Linked DNA regions of Mus musculus: regions 1 and 3 are each linked to region 2. A link is a contact called in public HiCAR-type data. All regions are on one chromosome and are shown on one strand. Each heading gives the region's core, a stretch centred on a gene start, on an enhancer-like site or on the middle of the called end of the contact. The rest is flanking DNA. Distances are from core to core; before and after follow the strand shown.

Region 1 (4,216 bases), core at 535-3,034, 670 kb after region 2:
GATGCAGTATGTCATACGTCTTCCCAAAAGCAGCACAGCCTAAAGCATAGCAGCTCCTAAACCTGCAGCACCATCAGTTCATACATGACTCATATGTACAGAGCACCATGCACTCATACATGACTTATATGTACAGAGCACCATGCACTCATACATGACTTATATGACTTATATGTACAGAGCACCATGCACTCATACATGACTTATATGTACAGAGCACCATGCACTCATACATGACTTATATGTACAGAGCACCATGCACTCATAGATGACTTATATGACTCATATGTACAGAGCACCATGAGCTCATATATGACTCATGCGCATGAGAAAAATACTCCAAGCACAATAAACTAAATGGTCTCATTTAAAAGAATCTGTACTCTTAGATTTTATATGTAATAGCACACATTCACAAATCTGGATGTCTATATACTAAATTGAAATTATATAGCTTTAGTGGTAAGATTTGGGTAATTGCTATGTCTTTCTCGTTATCTGTATTTTCTGATATAGAATTCTCTGTCCATGTCAAAATACGCCATGCTGATGCTTCCACACTGTATGGCACCATTGCCACGTTCCTTCTTCCTATGCTGCTGGCAAGCAGAGAGCATCTTGAGTCTCGGACAGGCAGGGGACAGGCAGGGGACAGGCAGGGAGTATCCTGACAGCAGCTGTACACAAGGAGCCCGCTCCAGGTCTCTGAGGTTTCCATCGATTTTTCTTAAATGTGAAATTCCCATGTGTTCTTACACTTCAGTCTAAGGAAAGGCACGAGCTTGTTTTGCAACCACTGGCTTTTGCTGCACTCTGCTGGAACATTCCCTGATGTTCTCCACGATCACTAAGTATGCCTAGATCCTGCTACAGCTGAGGAAAATGGTCTCATAGACAGTTACATATTTCCAGGGTCAGTTAACAGTAATAAAAGGGTTGGAGTTTACAAGCACACACCAAACATTTGTTCACGTGTTAAAGAATGGCTGTGCACATTGATTATGGTAAGGTAGAGGGGGCATCGTTAAACATTAGCAGTTCCTCTTTTGTACAATGCACTTAGCGATAGATTTATTTTTCTCAGCACTTCTAAGCAAGCTGAACAAATCTACCTTCAGTTACCACAACAGTGCAGTAAATCCCTGGACACACCTAACCTGACTCTTAGGAAGTGTCAAGGTCACCTGCTTCTTGTTGTGTTTTAATCTGAACTGCATTAAAGCAGGTCATTTTGCAGTTTACTGGGAAGTAGCCAAGTGACTAATACCTGCTTTATCCAGTGACCAGCACTCAGGTCTCAATCGCTCGCTCAATACACCCCCAAACACCCCAAAACACCTGCAGTCAATAACCAGTATGAAGCTTGCTTGGTGAAAAGTAATCTACGCGGCCCCAAATTCCACAAAACCGTGGAGAACCCTCCACACTACCTGTGCAACAGACCAGCCCCGGGCTGTGCTCCGGGCTGGACTCTCTCCACACAGAGGAAAACTTCACCTCAGCCGCCTTGGACGTTGCCAACACAGATTTGGCAAGTATCCCGGTGGAGAAAATACTTCTCGATTTTTAACTAATACCTGCTTAAATTTTGTTTTGGCCTCATGGCCTGGAAAGAAAAGTCTGGAATGACCCCGTCTTTTGACTTTATAATCTGCATAAATCTCTCAAAAAGAGGCTTCACCAGGAAACTTTCCGTGGAACATTTCATCTACAGAGAGAGAGAGAGAACTCTGTGGCTGTCCCAGCTGCACCTCAGAGCACAGTGAGGAGACTGCTCTGCCTTAGGACAAAGGTACAAAGCGCTGAGCGGCTTCAGCATAGATCCCAGGCGAGGCCTCACCCAAGCTGGCAAACACCAACTGCACGCTAGCACCCCCAAGTGTCAGGTGCCTGGCCAACAGCAAGGCCAAAAAACCCAGGGCCAAAGGAGCTCAGTGTTAGGGCCTTGCCGGTTTTGTTTTGTTTTGTTTTGTTTGTTTGTTTCCGTGAATGACTTTTACAAAGCAGCTCTGTGTCTAGGGGAAAGTCACTACCCTGCCAAAGAGGACAGCCCTACTTGCTAAGCGCTTAGGGATCGGTGGTCACAGGAAATCATCAGCGCCTGCGTGGGAAAGGCACCCTAGCTTACAGAGGAAGAGATGGGGCCTCAGAGCTTCAACAACCTGCCCACAGCCACAAAGATGGACAGTGCAGACACAGAAACCCAGGTTCATGGAACCCTGGAATCTGTCAACCACACCAAGCTGCACTGTGACCCTGGCTCTTATCCCATCTCATCTATGAGAGGTTGGAAGAGGTCATTATATATTCGAGGCATCTCTCTATTCCTCCTTTAAGTGAATTAACTAATTTCCAAGACCTCTTCATATTCAAAATATCTACTATTTTTAGTGTCTGTTTATGTCTTCCACCTGCCCTTACACTCATTTTCTTCGATGTAGCATTGGGAAATAAATTAACCAGTCTACACTAGTCAAAGGTAATCAGAGAAGTTTTGTGTGTCTGACACTCTGGTACTGAGCATAAAATCTGTAATTATCAGTAATATTCCTACTGAACTTGACTGTTACTGGATTAGACTAGTTATTGAGTAAAGGCAGGCTAAACAAAATGTCCACTACATCTAAGGGACATAACCTAGTTTGTAAGACTCCATTCCCTAAAGCTGTTTATTATTTACTTGACATAATTTTGCAAAAAAAATAAACATTTATAATCAAATAAGGGGAGGAACTTATATCATACTATCACCATTAAAACCTGGTTTAATGGCATCCTGTATTCATTATTTATCACAAACTCTAAGCATATTTACACAATAAGGTGACACGAATTTAACTAAAAAAAATTATTACATTTATAAAGAAACAACATGATGCTTTTGAACAACCTCCCATTTCCGTCAACTTATTTAATTATTAGTGACTTCAAAGGAAAAGAGACATTTCTAAAATCCATTTTTCTCAAAAATGTATTATTTTATCTCACTATTGATGTATAATTTAATTAAAGCTCCAAGCCCACATTTTTCTTTCTAAGTGGCAGGCATTTTCATTAACTAGCACATAGTTAACCCATTGTCACAGTCCCCTAAAACAGCCCACATGGTGGGGAATAATTAAGGTAGCTAGGGGAAAGGTCACTTAAGACTTCACCATGGTGTGAGCTCAAATTATAGGTTTGAGCAAGCCGGGAGGACCAATGCTCGGGAAAATGTGCAATCTTAATGGAATGCAGAACAAATGAACGTTTTAACGTGTGATGCTACTCGGTTGCATAATGGGATTTTGTTGAGTGCTACAGGAGGCAGAAAATAAAAGTAACCCTGCAGGGTATGCCTGTTAACTGCTTCAGGCTCGGGGCATTATTGGCTCACTAAATGGGCACATAATAACATGAAAGACTGGTTCTGCCCTCTGGTTGGTGCTTTTCTGTTGGTTGCTCTTTTTTAAAAGACTGGGCAAGACCAAGCCTTTTAGGAATTTGTTAGCTTGTTTCCCAAGTTTATTCTCTAGCCTGAGGAAGAGGAGCTCGTGACCAACGCCCTCTTGGCCTTCCGCCCTAATCTATCATTAAGTCAACCAGAAAGGTGGCTACAAGATGCGTTCAGACTGAGCCCTCTCCACACAGACCACCACCTTCTGTCCCTGCTGACCCAGGAGCCTGCAACTCAATCCCTGCCTCCTGCTGGTGAAGTAATAACCATCGGCCTTTGTTTTCATCCAATTAATTGAGTGAAAATGGCTTCCACTGTGAAAAGACCCTTCATGACCCAGCTCCAACTCTAAAACCTGGCACAAAAAAAAAAGAAAAAAGGAAAAAGGAAAAAGGAAAAAGGAAGGAAGGAAGGAAGGAAGGAAGGAAGGAAGGAAGGAAGGAAGAGAGGGAGGGAGGACGGGAAAGGAGGGGAAAGAGGAGGAACGGAGGGAGGGAAGGGGGGGGGGAGACTGGATCACCAGCAGCGTAAGCTTCAGCCCTGTGAGTCAAAGAGTCACAGTGTCAGACACTGGGGACACATTCAGTTTCCCAGGAGAACTTGCTCTTTAGCAGTCACTTCTTGTTCTCATTTTGAAGGGTGAAAACATACCCATTAGCCTTTAGGTAGGCAGAAGTCTTTCCTCAGTAGACACAGGCTATGTCCTGATGACATGCACAGCCAGAAGCATTCTTTAGTGCAGAGACATATTAACAGATAAGCATCCAAAGAAATTAGTAT
Region 2 (4,206 bases), core at 1,431-3,930:
GCTTCCTCCTCTGCAGCATCAGGCATGCTAACTCATTGTTATACAATCAAAGCAAAAAGCAACGGACTCTATAGAACTGAATCATTTTGTCTCTCTGCTCTCGAAATACACTGCCATTTCCTAGTCAAATATCTTTTCACTTTTTAAAGAAGAACACATATTCTCCAGACCTGTACCAGAGAATGGTCTTTCTTTATCTCTGACTCAGTGATTCATCACAGGGAAAAGGAAATGTAGCAGAAGCTGATGAACACTTCAGGAACAACACTTTCTGCATGACCTAACAGCGGGTTGCTCAGGAGGACTTAATGAGCCAATCCCTTAAGGCTTAATGATATGATAGTCATTGTTACCAAGAAGTGCGAAATCGTTCTGAGCTGAGGATTTCCCCTTCCATGGGTGAAGAAACTTGTGTCAGTAACATAGCATGATAGAAACAGAAAGTTAACTTCATTTTATGTGACACTGCAGGCCATGTTCTTTTACTACAGATTTTTTTTTAAGCCACAGTTCTTCGAGACATGTATTTTCAACTGTCTGCAGGACAGACTGTGGTACGTGCCTCATGCTTCCTCTCATTTGAAATTCACAATGACACTCTGAGGACATGTGACCTCATCCCCCTTTCCACAGAGAACAAAGGAAGCAAAGTGCACTAAGATGTGGCCCAAGCCCAGGACAAAGACCCAGAGCCCAGTCTCTGCTCACCACTGGTGAGTGGTTTGCAGAGCAGATTTGAATATTTCAAAAGAAATAATCACACTAGCTTTTCAAATGACATTTTGCTACCAAAGAACTAAAGCCATGTCTCATTCATTTCTTGCACCAATTAATCCTCCTATGACATACTAAACTCTACATGCCATAGATAATGCTAAGACCCTTAATTACAGTTCTTCATGTTGTGGTGGCCCCCAACTATAAAAGTTTTTCTTGCTACTTCATAACTGTAATTTTGCTATTGTTATGAATCATAATATAAATATTTGATATGCATAGTATCTGGTATATAATCCCTGTGAAAGGGTCATTCAACCCCACCCCCATTTCAAAGAGATCTTGACCCACAGGCTGAGAATTTATGCCAAAGGGTATCTCGTTTAATTCCTCAAGGACAAAACCAAAGATCATCCAAGCTCCATGGAATGATTTCCACAGAGGCTCAGACAAGGCAGGTTGCCCCATTGGAATGGTGTGAGTTAAAGCTATGTTTCTAATCAAAGGAGACTGGGAGATTCCCCGCAGCTATATCTCACCAGACACAGCCATTTCCCTTGTTCAGTAAAGCTGCTCCTGTTAGTAAATAGGTGAGAGAAAAAAATAAAGTACAGACTGTGAGGTCAGAGAGCCTGGGCTGTCTGGATGATCTGTAGCCTCATCTGGAAGAAGGGTCTATTTAGCACCTACCTCAGTGGACAGTCTCAGGGGAGTGAGCTTATTTCTGTGACCAGAGAAATGGCTTCAATATAAACTCATGATATCTATCTAAGAAACAGTGTACTGAGAGTCCCACCCCCCAGAGCTTTGGAAATTACCTAGGAGGGCAAATAGTGACTATAACCATAGGCTCCTTCTGAAAAGGGGAGGGGGTAGGTTTTAACTGGAAAGGTTACAGTGTGTGGGGGTTGCACAAAGACCTTCTAGTTTTTCTAATTTTCTTTTTAAAATTTCCCTAATCAATGTAGGGAAGGAGAAATAAACTGCTAAGCTGCTGTCTTTTCTTTTTAAGGTATTTCATGGTAGAGCTAAACTATCTTCCAAAGACCTTGTGCTGGCCTCTGAGAAGGGGAAGTGTGAGGGGGGAAACCAAGTTGGAAAGATGCCTAGAAACAGAAAGGTGGTCCTGGAGGGCCTAGCCAAGTCAGGGCACTGAGAAGCAAGGGCAGAGGGGGCAGGGCTGGGGGCTGGGCAGAGGCCTTCCTGGGAGGGACGGACATGCCTGGCCTGAGTGTAGCACACCCAGTAAGATCACTAGGGAGAAGCAGGCAACATAAGGAGCTGTGACCTCCCAGCAGAAACCACCGACCCAGCTACAAGTGGCAGAGCAGAAGCTAAGCTGCAAACCCCGCAGTGGCCTGCTGAGGCGAGTTACTCCAGCCACCAGGTTGGCACCACTTCTCGGTTTTGTCTTGTAGAATAAGGAAGCCCATTATTACTAACATGTGCTGGGAGAGTTCATTAGCACTGAGGGTTCCCCGAGGACTGGCAGAAATGATGTGATTCCATTTTTCCCAATGAATATTTATAAGCAGCCCAAGATCAAGTCTGCTTATTGTACCTACTTTTTTTTTCTTTTATGGGAAGTTTTCAGTTTTATGTCTGAGGCTTTTTAAAGCAAGACTAATTAGGGGATTTTTTTCCCTTTTCTCCCCCCTCCCCACCAATTCAGTTGTGCAACGGCAACAGCTGTTGTTTTTTTGTGCCTCATTTGGCACTCAAGTAAAAACAGCAACTTTTTGTTTATAATAATAGCAGATGTGAATAAAATTAAAAGCTTTCTATAACGGAGAATAGAGGACATGCTCTGAATATATGGATATGTTTTCTTCATTCACTGGAAGGTACTAAATAGGTTTGACATTTTCTCAAAACGTACAAAGCCTTGAAAGGTTTCAAGTTGCTGAGGTGAATTCAATGGAGCCCATGCTTCCGAAGATAATGGTGGCTTTATTCAAGCCTGGGCTGTGGGTTTTTGAAAAGAGGTATTTCCATAAGGATGCTGTTTCCATGTGGGGCTACAATGGAGGCAGGGCTAGAGCAGAATTTTCTGCAGAGGAGTTGGGGCTTCTGCTAGGCAAGGAAATCCTCCTTGGGAAGTTCCTATTAAACAACCACATCATATTACCATAGCTATGAGAGGAAAGCTGAGATTTGAAGAAAAAAAAAAAAGAAGGAAGGAGAAGCAAAATGTGGTTATGACGTTAAATTGAAAATCCAAAAATAGAAAACAAGATCTAGGCAAGAAAGCTGAAGAAGTGTTTACAGAGGTTTGAGAGATGTCAATAAATAGCAGGAAGATAGCAGCAAGGGAGACAAGAGTTTTGTCACACAAGGCTGGACTCCAAATAGGAATGGAAAGAAAGAATCAGGGTGCTGAACAACAGGCTTTATCTCTTGCAGTATATATGTAAGCTTTGGGAATTCCCGGTTGTCTTCAGAAAATGGCATATGCCGTGCATTTCTCAAGGTAACAGAGAAAAAAGAAGCCAAATGTCCTACATACCTGTGGGCAGCTGCTGACAGGAACACACTGCTTCTTTCGACACTCTGTCTTCCCCTTCACACAAGCACAGATGCTGCAGTTGACTGAGGACCACATCTCTCCATCCTACAGGACACAGCACAGAATTGAACTACAGGGAGAGCTGAGCAAGTGGGTTATGGTTTCGCCATTGAGGAGAGCATGACTAAGCTGCCTAGGTCAGGTGACTCTGACCACTTAACACAATGGTCAGGGAAGGTTTCAGACACTGTTTTAAAGGTAGGAAAATCTTGGCCCAAAAAACAGAGCATTCTTCTGGGGGTAGCAAGTCATGCTTACATCTTGCCCCTCATGTCCTCATGTGTTTTAATTTTCACCCCAGAAGACAAGAAAATATGAATTTTATACTTGATGCATGAGCAGATCCTAACCTTCAATTAATGGAGTTGAAATACTTGATACAACAGGCATCACGGTTAATTGAGATGCTTAGACACAGTGATGTAAGACAGCTATGCCTTGCCCTTGAGCCACCCAGGACAGGAAGATAATGGAAGGTATTCAAATAATTCTCAGTGGCCAGGCAGACAACTGGTGAACACCCATGAATATACAAAGGTCAGACAGACCAGCCCTAGAGACATGACTCTTGCTTACACTCTCCTCCCAAAATGTAGTATAGCACTTTGAGACATAGACTGGACTCTTGCTTGGCGAGAAAGGCACTCAATGAATGCATTGACCTTGTCAGATTTATAGTGTGCAGTCAGTGCTCAGCCAGAACACATCAGGCAGGATACATACATACCTGGGCTCAAGTTTGAACGATCAGACAACAGAGTTAGATATAGAGACAAGATGAAGGATCCTTCCCGGGCACACAGATTCAAGATCTTTGGTGCATCCTGTCCTTTCTCGATTTTTGAAGATATGTTAAGGACTGCCAACCCCCTGCTGCCTTTCAGGTGAGAGAAAACTAACTGAATTTGTCTGTAAAGGGCATC
Region 3 (3,872 bases), core at 321-2,820, 750 kb after region 2:
CAACGGCCATGTCTACAACACAATCCTAGCCTAAGGCTTGGAGAACACTGTGGAAGAGAAGGCTTCAACTACAAGAGCCAGAGGACCAATATGTCTGCTGCCACGTGGTGTCTTCACACATCATAGGGAAGCTGCATCCATAAGGTCTCAACAATATGGTTCCCTAAACACAACTTCACAATGACACCAGCAGGTAACGGGCCAACATAGAGAGGAAACTCTCACAGGGCCTACCCCTAGTTAAAGAGCATCAGTCAGCCAATGGCTGCTGAGAGAGAATTAGTCCACTCCAGAGACAAGCAATACTAAGTGGACTTAGCAGGCTGTGTGTGTGTGTGTGTGTGTGTGTGTGTGTGTAGTAATAATAATTAAAGGAGAAGAGGTCAAGGCTTTGAAGAGTGAGAGGACATGAGAGGAGCTGGAAGGTGAAAAGAAAAAGTGAAACTGATTCTCAAAAAATAAAATAAATATATTTCTTAAGTGAAGCTCTTTCAAGATATACAAAAGGGTTAAAGAAATAGCAAGCAACACATCAAAATCTTTTCACTTATCACTAGGGCTACCAGGAGGTAATGTTTAGCTGTATGGGATTTTTTATGCCATTTATATAATTCATGTTAGTTAAACTATCATTAGCTATTGCTTGTAGAAGGGCAAAAACTGCAAGACAAAAACTTTGGAGTAAAACCCACATTAACTAATAAGCTTGAGAAACTTCATTATATATATATAATGAAGTTATATGCATATATACACATACATATATGTGTGTATATGTGTTTATGTATATACGCATATATATGTATATATGTGTATATGTATATATGTACACACACACATATATATACATGTATATGTATATATACGTATATATATACACACATATAAAACAATCTTCCATATATATATATATATATATCAAAACTGGTATCAAAACAGAAAGCTTAACCCTGACTGTGCAACCTGAACTGAGATGCGCAGTTCTCGCCACCTTCCATCTGAGGGGGATGTGCTGACAAGAGGCTGTAGACCTCCGTTTCAATGGTTTACTTTAAGAACGTTCTATAAGAACATGTGAAGCTGAGGCATCACATCTTTGCTTTTAATATTCCTATTTTAATATATCATCTCAGCTCCTTAAAACCAGAGGAATAAAGTCCTGGTAATACAAATCAAAACTACATAAACCTAGTGCAGCCAAGGCATCAGGATTAAGGTTGGCTCTGTCCTGTTGGCTGGCCTTTGATGCTCTGTTTCTTTTATTATTCTTCTTGTTTTAACAGTTCTTTTATGTGAAAATGGTCCATATTTTTTCTCATTAAGAAAATACTTTTACCTGACCCTGAAAAGGGAACTTAAAGTAATGATTTTCACATGTTCACCATGAGCTGCAGGATTGGTGTTTTGTTTCTCCTGTTAATTTACAATGAAATTACACCCTTGTGAGTCCCAACAAAAAATAACATTGAGTTACTCAAAACCCGGGAACTGAAAATATCATCAGGCTCTGAGTCATTAGAAGCCAGAGTATCACAGGCCACACTCCATTTGGATGGCTAATTAACTCCAAGCATAAATTATATCATCTAAGCTGCAAATGACTGCATTTTTAGTAACAAAGTGGCAATTCATGTACTACTTGGATTTCTTCTCAAAGCAGCAAGTGAAGCCAAGTATATTGTAAGTGAAAAATTGACCACTGCGAGCTTCAACACTCTTCTCACAGCCTGAAACCACTAAGAAGTCCTTCTGCTTCACTGAGAGGGCAAAATATTTAAAGGCCAAATGAAGCTGTCCCTGCAACACAGAAACCAAAATATTATCTCCAATAAGACTGGCTTTCAACAGCCACCTATACAAAGTCAACACAAAAACCCTGTCCACCAAGAGCAATGTTGATTCAGCATCTTTAACTAAGCCTGGGAGTGAATTAACTAATATTTACAAAACAATATCCATATACAACATGAGGCAAAGTTTATAATGAGCAGCAGACGTAGCCAATAAAGACTGCAAATGGGGTACCTTGCAACTTTACATCTTTGATGATTTTCTGAAGTTCTTTCAATTCCACATCAAGTTCATCATAGTTGAGCTCTCTTGATTCAACTTTTGGAGCCTGGAACAAAGAAGGGTCTGTCCCCAGATACGAGCACTGCAGGTGACCGTCATCACTGAGAGTCACTATCACTCCCTTCAAATCACTGTTAGATATAAGAGAATAGGAGGCGTGGTTAAACTTCCAGTCTTACAAATGACATTCTTACTTAGCATACCATAATTTAAAAATAAGTATAAAAATAGGTTTATTTCAAAGACTCAATTATAATGTTTTAAACATCATCTATATTTATGCATGCACACACAGTGTTAAGACATATTATAGGAGGGGAATAAACATTAAAATATATTAATTATACTGGTCACCATAGGAATAAAATTACATAGTACATTCAGATCTTAAATTCATATCAGGCATGTGAGTTCCACTGAAAACAATGGAGCAAAACATAAAACTAGGTTTCTATTGGGAGACCAGGAATGAAGCATGGCCCCAAGGCCAGGAAAGCCATGGTGTGACCCCAAGGTCAGGACAGTCACAGCAAAGTGATTTGGAAACTGAGAAGAATTCTTGAAGATAGATATGCTCTCTCCTCTCTTCATCCCCCTCCTCCTCTGCCTCTGGATTCCTGGGACTAACTCTTTCACACATGACCCTCCAAGGCTCCCATAAGGCACTCCTCCCCAAGGAGCTCTCTGATTGGTTCTTTTTTCTCTGCCCATTCTTTGAAATCCCCCAATGTAAGTCCTTAGAGAAATCATTAGGACAGCAGTGTTTCACCCTCACAGACTAATGAGGATTCTTCACTATGAATGTTCTTAGAGAAAAGGAGACTCCATTTCAAACCCACTCCTTCCCTCCCTCCTACCCTGCCTTTTTTCCCCCACACCCTGAAATGTCACTCTGGGATGCTTAAGCAAAAAAGTCTTTGTCGGATATATACCCTCAGTCTTGGACACCTGAGCCTCCACAAGCATAAATCAAACAATTCTCCTCTCTTCCTAGCCTGCTCAGTCTCTGGAATTCTGTAACAGCAGCCCAGACCGGACAAAGGCAGTGTTTATACTCTTCCTTCTTTTAGGCTACTTTAGCGCCATTCCTCTCTAAAACTTACCTACATGTTGCATGATATACACATTATGGCTGATATTAATATGCAATGTTTAGAAATTAAAGCAGCTGAAGGAAATACTATATTTTCTTGTTCCTTGGTATTCACAGAAAAAAAATCAACATAGCCATAAATCATTTGATGTTAATACATGAGTTCTTTCAGTTTTTATTCTATTTTCTACAGTGGTCTAACAAAATACTAAGCCTTTTGCTGTTGCTGCTGTTGCTGCTGTTGTTGTTGCTGCTGCTGCTGTTTTAAATGTCCACACGTGCATGTGCCATATATGGAGCATATTTTCCCTGATACCCTCAACCATCCATTTGCTCCTGGCCCTCTCCTATTAGTCCCCATGTGCCCCCTAGATAATTTTATTCCCATTTTCCTGTCATATATGCATGCCTGATTTTGTGTATCTATATAAAATCTAGAAATAGTAAATAAGAAGAAAACATTATGACCGAGGAAAGAAAAAAATCTCAAGTAATTTTGATTTGCTGTCTGTGATAGCTAGTGAGGTTGAAATGTTTATTGAACATTTGTACTTCATCTTTTGGGAACCGTGTGTCCATTTCATTAGCTTCTTTATTGACATGACAGTTTACCTTTGTTTAAGTTCTTTGTATGTCTTAGATGTTTATCCTCCGTCAGACGTGTAGCTAGTAAAGATTCCAACCCATCGTGGAAGTTATCTCTTTA

What was found. HiCAR-type assays count read pairs that join an accessible place to other places.
Region 1: a HiCAR-type map of astrocytes shows a contact between it and region 2, with 6 times the contacts expected there. The contact joins two enhancer-like sites. A contact is called at or near these places in 1 of 15 datasets of contacts at CTCF or cohesin (the NIH/3T3 cell line), 14 of 484 Hi-C or Micro-C datasets (the 3T3-L1 cell line, 3T3-L1-derived adipocytes, adipose-derived mesenchymal stem cells and 9 more), 2 of 115 datasets of contacts at active chromatin or transcription factors (astrocytes and differentiating embryonic stem cells) and 2 of 9 other capture datasets (embryonic tail and embryonic trunk).
Region 3: a contact with region 2 is called in a HiCAR-type map of astrocytes, with 4 times the contacts expected there. The contact joins two enhancer-like sites. A contact is called at or near these places in 1 of 484 Hi-C or Micro-C datasets (myocytes) and 2 of 115 datasets of contacts at active chromatin or transcription factors (astrocytes and differentiating embryonic stem cells).

The regions. Positions count from the first base shown.
Region 1 is chr9:22,706,794-22,711,009 of GRCm38.p6, reverse strand. All of the region lies in intron 19 of Bbs9 (Bardet-Biedl syndrome 9 (human)), which reads right to left. Among named protein-coding and RNA genes, the nearest start is that of Gm39309, 96 kb to the left of the region's middle. Within about 2 kb of position 1,784, at least 60 of the 459 cell types and tissues checked have an H3K27ac peak or open chromatin away from gene starts, as enhancers often do. A contact at or near this core is called in astrocytes, where this site is marked.
Region 2 is chr9:23,376,760-23,380,965 of GRCm38.p6, reverse strand. Bmper (BMP-binding endothelial regulator) reads right to left here. Exons shown (of 15, transcript NM_028472.2): 10 at 3,224-3,328. Among named protein-coding and RNA genes, the nearest start is that of Bmper, 160 kb to the right of the region's middle. Within about 2 kb of position 2,680, at least 70 of the 459 cell types and tissues checked have an H3K27ac peak or open chromatin away from gene starts, as enhancers often do. A contact at or near this core is called in astrocytes, where this site is marked.
Region 3 is chr9:22,627,274-22,631,145 of GRCm38.p6, reverse strand. It overlaps Bbs9 (Bardet-Biedl syndrome 9 (human)), which reads right to left. Exons shown (of 23, transcript NM_001360259.1): 10 at 2,026-2,204. Among named protein-coding and RNA genes, the nearest start is that of Bbs9, 150 kb to the right of the region's middle. Within about 2 kb of position 1,570, at least 3 of the 459 cell types and tissues checked have an H3K27ac peak or open chromatin away from gene starts, as enhancers often do. A contact at or near this core is called in astrocytes, where this site is marked.